Regions from separate parts of the Oryctolagus cuniculus genome. Here all the other regions are linked to region 1. The links are chromatin contacts, called in public Micro-C maps. All regions are on one chromosome and are shown on one strand. The core of a region is the stretch at or near the end of the contact, and the rest is flanking DNA. Distances in the headings are between cores, read along the strand shown.

What was found. A called contact is a pair of places that touch in the nucleus more often than the background predicts.
Region 2: a contact with region 1 is called in a Micro-C map of ear pinna, with 5 times the contacts expected there. The contact joins the enhancer-like site here to the promoter of PDGFRA in region 1. A contact is called at or near these places in 3 of 6 Hi-C or Micro-C datasets (ear pinna, psoas muscle and an unstated tissue).
Region 3: a Micro-C map of ear pinna shows a contact between it and region 1, with 5 times the contacts expected there. The contact joins the promoter of FIP1L1 here to the promoter of PDGFRA in region 1. A contact is called at or near these places in 2 of 6 Hi-C or Micro-C datasets (ear pinna and psoas muscle).

Annotation. Positions count from the first base shown.
Region 1 is chr8:109,933,777-109,936,706 of mOryCun1.1, reverse strand. PDGFRA (platelet derived growth factor receptor alpha) reads left to right here and starts at 1,553. Exons shown (of 23, transcript XM_070048112.1): 1 at 1,553-1,668.
Region 2 is chr8:110,624,136-110,627,065 of mOryCun1.1, reverse strand. All of the region lies in intron 4 of SCFD2 (sec1 family domain containing 2), which reads right to left. Among named protein-coding and RNA genes, the nearest start is that of SCFD2, 110 kb to the right of the region's middle. Within about 2 kb of position 1,560, at least 1 of the 8 cell types and tissues checked has an H3K27ac peak or open chromatin away from gene starts, as enhancers often do. A contact at or near this core is called in ear pinna, where this site is marked.
Region 3 is chr8:110,502,880-110,505,809 of mOryCun1.1, reverse strand. FIP1L1 (factor interacting with PAPOLA and CPSF1) reads left to right here and starts at 1,409. Exons shown (of 18, transcript XM_070048122.1): 1 at 1,409-1,769; 2 at 2,604-2,648; 3 at 2,740-2,779. The coding sequence starts at 1,685.

The sequences.
Region 1 (2,930 bases), core at 304-2,803:
CGGAGTACAGGTGTGGCTATGACCATAGCTTGGACAACCTTATTGCCGAAATACTGTGCTTGCACCATGACTCCTAAAACACAAGTCCATCAGGTGTGCCTGGCTCCAGTGCACAGTGTAGGTAGCTCTCTAACCTCAACCACCTCTCATTGTGTGGGTTCAGACAGCAGCTGACTATTTGGAGACGGATTCTCAGGGTCTTCTCTGCCGACGGATTCTCTCCAGGATTTTCTTCTTTGTTTTGTATTTATTTACTTGAAAGGTAGTTACAAAGAGGCAGAGAGAGAGAGAGAGAGAGAGAGAGAGAGAGAGAAATAGAGATCTTACAGCTGCTGGTTCACTCCCCAAATGGTTGCAACAGCTGGGGCTGGATCAGACCAAAGCCAGGATCCCGGAACTCCATCCAGGTCTCCTATGTAGGTGGCAGGGGCCCAAATACTTGGGCCATCTTCTGCTGCCTTCCCAGGCGCGTTAGCAGGGCGCTGGATGGGAAGTGGAGCAGCTGGGACTAGAACCAGCACCCATATGGGTGCCAGCATTGTAGGTGGTGGCTTAACCCAGTGTGCCCCAACACCTGCCCTAGTGGCTTTTTCAAATGCTTCAAGCTAGAAGTATTTTGTTTCCTGATTGTGTTGTTCTTGGTTGTTCCTCAACATAGCACCAGCCCCTGTCCACACCAGGGACCCCATCTCCTGCCAGCGCAGTGCCTGCTGCTTCCCTCACTCCAGCCCACTCCCTCCTCTCTCTGATCACAGCACAAGGCCCCCTGCCTCCCAGAAGTCCCCTCTGCCCAGCCGCTCGCTCGCTCGCCTCCCGCTGACCTCAGGGGCTTGCTCACCTCCACAGGCTGCTCCCCAGCGTCACCCTCCTAGGCTCCCCAGGATGCGGCCTCCCCTGCAGGAAGCCTCCAGGGGCCTCCGATTGGTGCCCGCTCTCCTGTGCGCTGTGACATCACCGCGCACCTCCAGCCTCGCTGGAGCCCAGCACTGCCACTTGGCGTTCACTGACCGCTCACCCAGGCTTCGCCGCTGCAGAGCCCTGGGCAGCCGGCGCTCAGTGAGTCCTTCCGGCGTGAAATCCCAGTGCTCTGGGATGGTGATCGGGAGCCTGCCTCGCTGGCTTGCGATGTTCTCTGAGGACCTCCGTGGAGTGGGCCCGGGCCCACCTGACTGCGCGCGGCAGCGCCCCTCCGCCCAGTTCTTCCTTTCCCTCCACCGCGGGGCTCCGAGAGCACAAGGCCCCCTCTCCAGAGGCAGGCTGACCTCACCGGAGCCAGCCCTCCTCCCTCCCCAGCCACAGCTGCGTGCTGCAGAACGGGACGGCTGAGGCCCCTAATAAACTGCAGACCTCCCCATCGCCCTGCCCCCGCCTCCCGCACGCCGGCTTTCAAATTAAAAGCAACACAAACCCCAGGCCTAAGAAGGCGCTGGGAGGAAGGGGGACCATCGCATCTCTAAATCCAGGAAGCTGGGGTCCCCAAGAGCCCGCTCCGAGGGGCTCGCAGCCCGCCCCAGCCGCGCTGGACCACCGCGCAAGCTCGGGGCCTTGCACCCAGGGCAGCCTGCGGCGGCGTGAGGACCCCTGACACAGCCGCCCCTGGAAGGAGGGCCCCCAAGGAGCCCAAGGCAGACGCTGCACCCTCGGGCCTGGCTACCGCGGCAACTGGAGGTGAGCGACGCGCGCGCCCGAGACGGGGTGAACGCCCTCCAGGTCGCCCACGCCCCACTTGCGGGCCAAGCCTCGGGGCCCTGTGAACCCCGAACCCATGGACCCCTCTGCGGGGGCGGGCCCGAGCATAGGGGCTGGGGGCTCCGGAAGCTGCAGCCGGGAGGGCCAGGGGTGGGAGTGGGGCGGTCAGCGCCGCGCTCTCCCGCGAACCACCAAACGGCCCTTGCTTTTCAAATCCGGAGCCGAGACCTCCCCCATCCCGCCCCGCCCCCCATCCCCCCGCGCCGGCGTCCCTGGGGGTGGGGAAAGACAACTTCACAGGTTTGCTTCAATGCGGTTTTCCCCACTAACGGCCTGGCTTCAGAAGTCTCAGAGAGCAACGGGACATCGCGAATTCCAGGAGAAAAGACGGGATCGGGGTGGGGGTGGGGAGCAGATGCCCAGGCCCCCTCCGCGGGCCACGCCCCCGAGGCCCAGGCCCGGCCCGCGGGCGCTCCCCGCGGTCCTGGGCGCCGAGGGCTAGAGACCCGCGGGCAGCGCAGGGCGGGGCCGGGCCGGGCCGGAGTTGTTTTTTTGTTTACAAGGCCCAAGGCGGTCCGCTGCAAGAGGTTGGCGGGGCCCGCACTGCAGGCCGGGCTCCTCCACGGGGCCTCGCGTTAACCTTGCGTCCAGCCCGCCCGGACACGCCAGGCCAAGGCCAACGCCCGCGGCCCCACGCAGGCCCCTGCTCTGCTTTGGCGCGGGCAGCCTCATTCTTAACTCTTCCATGGACGCTCCAGAAAAGCGCCCAGGAGGTCGAAAGTCGCGATCCCCGCACGGGTGGGCGCAGGCGTGAACCCCCGCCCTGTCCCCCGTGGCTCGCCTCGGCCACAGCCCTGGTCAGGGAGACAAGACCCCGCAGCCCGCCCCGGCCAGGCCACACTTCCCGCCGGCTGCAGCCCGGAGACCACCCAGGGCCCTGGGCGTCGAGGGAGCCACGTGGAAGGAGCGTAGGGCGACCCCGGCCGCGCCGGAGCCGGGGCAGGGCGGATGGCGCGGTGCGGACCGGGCTGCGAGCGTGGGCGGGGCGCGCTGGCCTCGCCCCTCCACCCCCCACCCCCGCCGCCTGGCTGCGGGGACCTCCCGCCCGCCGCGGCGCCCGGCCACCGGGTTTATTTTGCTTTCCAGGGGGCGGCAGATGGCCAGCCCCTTCGGCCTCTGCTCCGTCCGTCCGCAGCGGGCGAAATCTGGCTCCGCCGCCCCCCGACCATTTGCCACCCTGC
Region 2 (2,930 bases), core at 311-2,810, 690 kb before region 1:
AGAGCTCCGGCGAGATCTTCGGGTTTCCTCACTGCGCCAGCCAATAAAGCCGCACGCGTGTTCAACGGTTAACATTTTCAAACAGCCCATAATCAAAATCTAAGAGACAACAGAATCCCTGTGCCTGCCACCATCACCAACACTACTCCCAGCAGAGGTCAACGCCACGGGGATGTGGGGTTAGGAAATGAGGGGCGGGGAGAGACGGGGCCCTCCTGCCGCCCACCACACTCCCAGCCCCTGACAGTGGCACCCAGCAGGAGGCAGGGGGAAGACCACTAAAAGCTGAGCTTGGCAGGTGTGGGACGGAATCTGAGAGCGGGTCCCTGTGCTCCCATATGGGTGCCAGTTTGAGACCCGGCAGCTGCACTTCATATCCAGCTCTCTGCTGTGGCCTGGGAAAGCAGTGGAAGATGGCCCAAGTCCTTGGACCCCTGCACCTGTGTGGGAGACCCGGAAGAAGCTCCTGGCTTCAGATTGGCACCGTTACGGCCAATTGGGGAGTGAAACAGCGGATGGAATACCCCTCTCTCTTTCTCTCTGCCTCTCCTTCTCTATGTAACTCTTTCAAGTAAAATAAATAAATCTATTTTAAAAATTAAGCAGTAAACATTTGCTAATAATGTCTTGAACTCACTGGGTATGTTTTTTTAAGTTTCTATTTGGCTTCGTAACTTACTGTGATAATACTTCGGGCAGGGGGGGGACGTGGAAACTTCCACACCAATTAAATCCGTCACATGTGGAAGAGCGCCTCCCAATAGCACGTGTCCCCTGTCACACTGATCCCCAAGGGCCTGCCCGGGCCCAGCTCTGGCTGCCACATTTCACCACGATTTCAGATGTGTCAGAACATCAAAGGGAGTCATCGCCACGAACAGGCTGGGAGAACAGAGCGCGCGCCTCCGAGTGCACAGGGTCCTCTCCCAGTTCCTGCTGTCTCGGGAAACGTGGGGAACGTCAGCCAGCATCCGCAGACACAGGCAGTAGCAGGTTCTACAGAAACGTGCCTGTGGAGTCCCTCAAAGGAAGATTTGCTTTTCTCCCCAAAGAGCAGGGACTGGTCACCAGATGCGGGGCCCATATGGCACACGGACACGAGTGCCCCGGGACAGGACAGTAAGACTGGGGCTCCAGGCCTCCGCCAGCAGGCGCAGCCACTCTAAGATGACAGACAAATGCTTGCTTCCACCCACTCTCAGAACGACGTATCTATAAAGCACGTTATTTTTCAACCAAGAAATACGGCCTGGCCAATGATGCTCTCCAGCTCTCCTGGCTTTTCTTGTTGGAAATGCATCCATATGAAGTCTATTTCGTGGCCTGAATTCTGTCCTCTTCATATACAAATCACAGAGAAGTGCAAAGAATGCAAACGGAATCAGGAACAGATAGAGTTAAGCTGTGCCTGCTGAACTGTGAGGAGCCGAGACGGCCCGGGTGGTCACCAGGCCCCCAGAGTCTGCTTCTGGGTTCTCTCTCCAGCGTCATCTCCCCCCAACCCAAGTGTCAGCGCTTTCTGCACACACGAATGCCTGTTCTCGCATCCCGCCACACAGACCCAGTGCAGTAGGCAGCTTCCAGCACCCTGCGTGTTCCTCCGCCCTTCAACCCACAGCTTACGTGTCAGCAACTCGCAGAAAAGTGGCCTGGCTTGCCTCGCCAAGACCACATCTTTCTAATGCCGTTTAAAATGAGCCAGTGCGAGTAAACCCCCAACGTGCTCCCATTCGAACGGGGAAGGGTAAAGGTGACACTTGCAGGCGGCTATGTTTCTGCCACGCGGTTAACTGCGTGCAAATCTCACTCAGGGGTCGGCACATAACACATAAAAGGCTCTTGCAGATGTACAGTAAAGAATACATCTGCGTGATACACGCCGCAGAAACACGAGGTAAACCACTCAGTCCAACTGGGGTTGGCTCCAAAGGCGGTCACCGGCCTTCAGCTACTCCTCCCTTTGGAAGTGGAGTCCAGCTCCTTCCCCCGACGCTGGGCGGGTCAATACAAGTTCCAGGCTTCCAAGGGGAAGCTATGAGCCGTCCTGCGGCTCCTGTCCGCTCCCCCAGAACAACCTTCCTGGGGAGCCTGGCCTCCGTGGGAGAAGCCTGCTGGCCCGAGACGGCCCTGCTGCAGAGGCAGAGGCAGCTCCCGCTGGCGCGGCTCAGCCCTTCCCTCTCACGATTCCCTGTTCTGAATCCTCCCCTGCCCAGCTGAGTGCCACCAAGTAACCTCAGGAGACGCCACGTGGAGCCGGAGACACGCCCCGCTGGGCCCTGCTGAGCCTCTGCCACATGAAATTGTGAGCTATATTTAAAAGGCTGCTCTAAGCCACTAAGCTTTGGATCAACTTGCTAACCAAGCTCACTGAAGAATCCGCTACTCCCAGAGACTACGACAACCACTTTCATGAATTTTCCTGTCCTTCTAATTTCTTTTAACATCTAACCTCCCTCTACTGTCCTCACCTTTTCAAACTACTTAACAGAGCTGGACTCACAGTAAAGATGCAGTTTTGTTTCTCAAATCTGTATGAGAAAATTCTTCTATTCTTCCGTGATTCACCTTTCCCCCGCCTCATCTGAGTTATTCTTCAGAGACTTGAAGTTTAATGACAACACAATACATTCCATCAGTCTCCTACCGCGCAACATCTAGATGGCTAAGCTAGTAGTAGCATAAGTAAGACTGCAATGCATGTTTTCTGGTTTGGAAGATAATGTGGGTGTCACCTACACGCCCATGTGCTAAAGTCTCGATGCCCGGAGTCTTAGGGAACAAGGACAGAGCTTAATCCAACCGAGGAATCTGCAGATGGGGCTGTGAGAGCGGCTGCACTGATGAGGCTGGTGGCATCGAAGGGGAGACCACACAGAGGGTGGGTGGAGGGTGTGCGTCCCCAGGCCGTCCCCTGATGAGGCTACGAAGCT
Region 3 (2,930 bases), core at 160-2,659, 570 kb before region 1:
AATTCTTGAGCCTGTATTTATTGTGAAAGGCAGAGTGGTGGGGGGCAGAGAAGACAAAGATCTTCCTTCTGGTGGTTTCTTCCCCCAAATGTCTGCAGCAGCCAAGGTTGAGTAAGGCAGAAGCCAAAAACCAGAGGCCAGGAACTCTGCCTGTGTCTCCCTTGTGGGTGGCAGGAACTATCACCCACTTCCTTCCAGGTACACTATCATGATGCTGGATGGAAGCAGAGTGGTCAGCGCTTGAACTTAGCCTCTAACATGGGACTGGGCACTCCCAGCAGCTCCTTAACCCACCGTGCTGCATGGCCACCATTAAAGTGATTTCTTTCTTTCTTTCTTTCTTTCTTTTTTTTTTTTTTTAGCAAGTGAACATCCCATTTCAAACCTTTACAACTAAAAGGGACCTTGGGGATTACCTAATTCAGCTTCTCATTTTTTACTTGAGAAAAACTAAAGTGCAGAAAGGTTGATTTCTCAAACTCACACGATGAGGTGGCATAAACAAGTGGGAAGATGAAATGAAACACCATCGAGACCTAGAACTCCAGTTCTAACCCGCACTGGGGCATCTTTCCCTTGGGAGATGTGTTCTTGAAAGCAGCCTGGAAACTTAGCATTAGCGGTTAAAACAGCACTGCACAGAGTTTACAGTCTTGGAGAAACACTCGGGCACATCTGCAGGAAGTCCCAAGGATCTTCACCGTAAGGTTCTGTTCACTTCTGGGTGACAGACAAAAGGGGAAGATCAGCTGGTGAACGTCACATTCACTGTGTGATAGTCACGCTTTGGGACTGCACGCAGCATTGCTAAGCGGGCAGTTTGATCTCCAAGGCGCCATTGGGTTAATCAAACAAGAAAAACCCGGAAGCAGGATGACACATGAGCCCTGGGCCCTCGAAGGCTCATTTCCCTTAAGTTCTCCTTTGAAAACCATGCAACACAGGTAAAGCAAATGTGTGGAAAATTTCAGAAGGGTGCTCACAGCAGGTCCCAGTGCCCACTTCCAAAGACGGTGGTGCAGCAGGTTCTCTCATGTGCACGTTGTTACTGTTTTTTTAAACAAGAAGAATGCATCATTCATGGATCACTTTTGCTTTTGATGGCTATTAAAATTAACTTCTCAAGACTATTAATCGTTAATTTCTGGAGGACGGATTATGATTTCTTTTGCAGAAGAGGACCGACAGGTAACTGCGCATTAAGTTTGATAAACAAAAACCTTTAAGATAAATCAAAGCTTTAGACAAAGCATCACAGACAGGAGAGAACAGGAAGTCTTCCTAGACGAAGGCAGGGCGGGGGAGGGGAGCCGCGCCGGCGCAGTGCGCCCGCCCGCCCGGAAGCCACGCCGGAAGACCGAGCGCGACGCCGTGGGGGAGGGCGGGGCCACGCGCAGCGCGCAGGCGCAGTCAGGCGGGGGGGGGGCCGCGGCCGCGGAAGCGTAGCCATCTAGAGACGCCGCGCCGCTTGGACGCTGCTGCGCGTGCGCAGGCGGCCGGTGTTGAAGTCCTCGCCTTTGCCGCCTCGGCCGCTGCGGCCGTCTGTCCGGGATTGGCGTCTCGTGTTTCCTTGGCTCGCCCGCTGGCGGGTTCGCGCCCTTCTCGCGCCCCCGGGGCAGCGAGGCTGGGGCAGGGGTTGGCTGGGGGCTGTTGATTGGCGCCTTGAAGGGGCGGCCGGGCGGCCATGTCGGCCGGCGAGGTGGACCGCCTTGTGTCGGAACTGAGCGGCGGGACCGGAGGGGATGAGGAGGAGGAGTGGCTGTATGGCGGTACGGAACTTCCTGTCCCTTGTCCCTCGGCGGGGGTCCCTGGGGGCGGCCCGCCCGGCCCCGCGCGCCGGCCCCGCGGCCTGAGGGCCGCTCCGAGGCCGAGCGCGGCGGGCCTGGCGGCACCGGGCCCCGCGTCGCGCCGGCGGCCTGGCTGCGGGCCGCTGCGGCGTCCCAGGTGGGCCCTGCCGCCCCTCGGACACAGCCGTTGAGAAGTCTGGCTGAGTGAAGGCGATGCGGAGACACTGCCGTCTAACGTGGGCGCGATGCACCTGCCAGCGCGCCTCCCGGGCAGGGTCGTGCTTTTACAGTAGTCGACTCGGGGACCCAGGTTATGGCCCAGAAAGAAACCCCTGATGTCGCCCGTGCCAGGTGACGTTGTGGTTTTTTTCTAGGGACCCATTAACTCGCGTTGTAGAAGCACCGCGTGGCCCTTTTTGGCCTGCCTTTCTCAGCGTTAATCTATTTTTCTCTAGTGCTTCTTGTGCTTGCTTCTTGCAAGGTGACTTGACATCGGGATTTTTTAACTTAAGTGGAGCCGCAGGGCCCCTTTCTGTTCCACGAGGTTTGCAAGTTCGTGGTGTTTGCTTTCCTAAAACGTGAATTCTTGATGGTTTCCAGCGTCACATAGTAAAGGTGTCCGTTGGGCACCAAGCAGCCCCTCAGTGACGTAACTGGAATAAACGTCTTAAAAAAAATTCCTCCTCTGTCAAGGTGCGGCACTGTGAAGTTCTTTGCAACGTGAATGGGTAACTTTGTATCCGTGAGGTCTGAGGTCCCGTATAGGTGTGTCTTGTTGGGGGATTGTAAGGTGATCTAACTCTGCTGTGTTTGTAGGCCCGTGGGACGTGCACGTGCACAGTGACTTGGCAAAGGACCTAGGTTAGTGCTTGTGACCACTTCAGATTTGCATGAGACTGATTTCTGTAAGAGTGGGATCTTCACTTACTCGCTTATTTATTCTGTTTGGTAGATGAAAATGAAGTTGAAAGGCCAGAAGAAGAGAATACCAGGTTAGTGCAATTGCCTGTTGATCTTGCACACACGTTGTGTGAGTCCATCAACAAATTGTCAAAAGTTCTTCATCGGCATCCTGACAATGTTTGGAGGACGCTGAGTCTTTCAGACTTTCTTCCGAATTCAAGGCCTACCCTTAGACCAGTT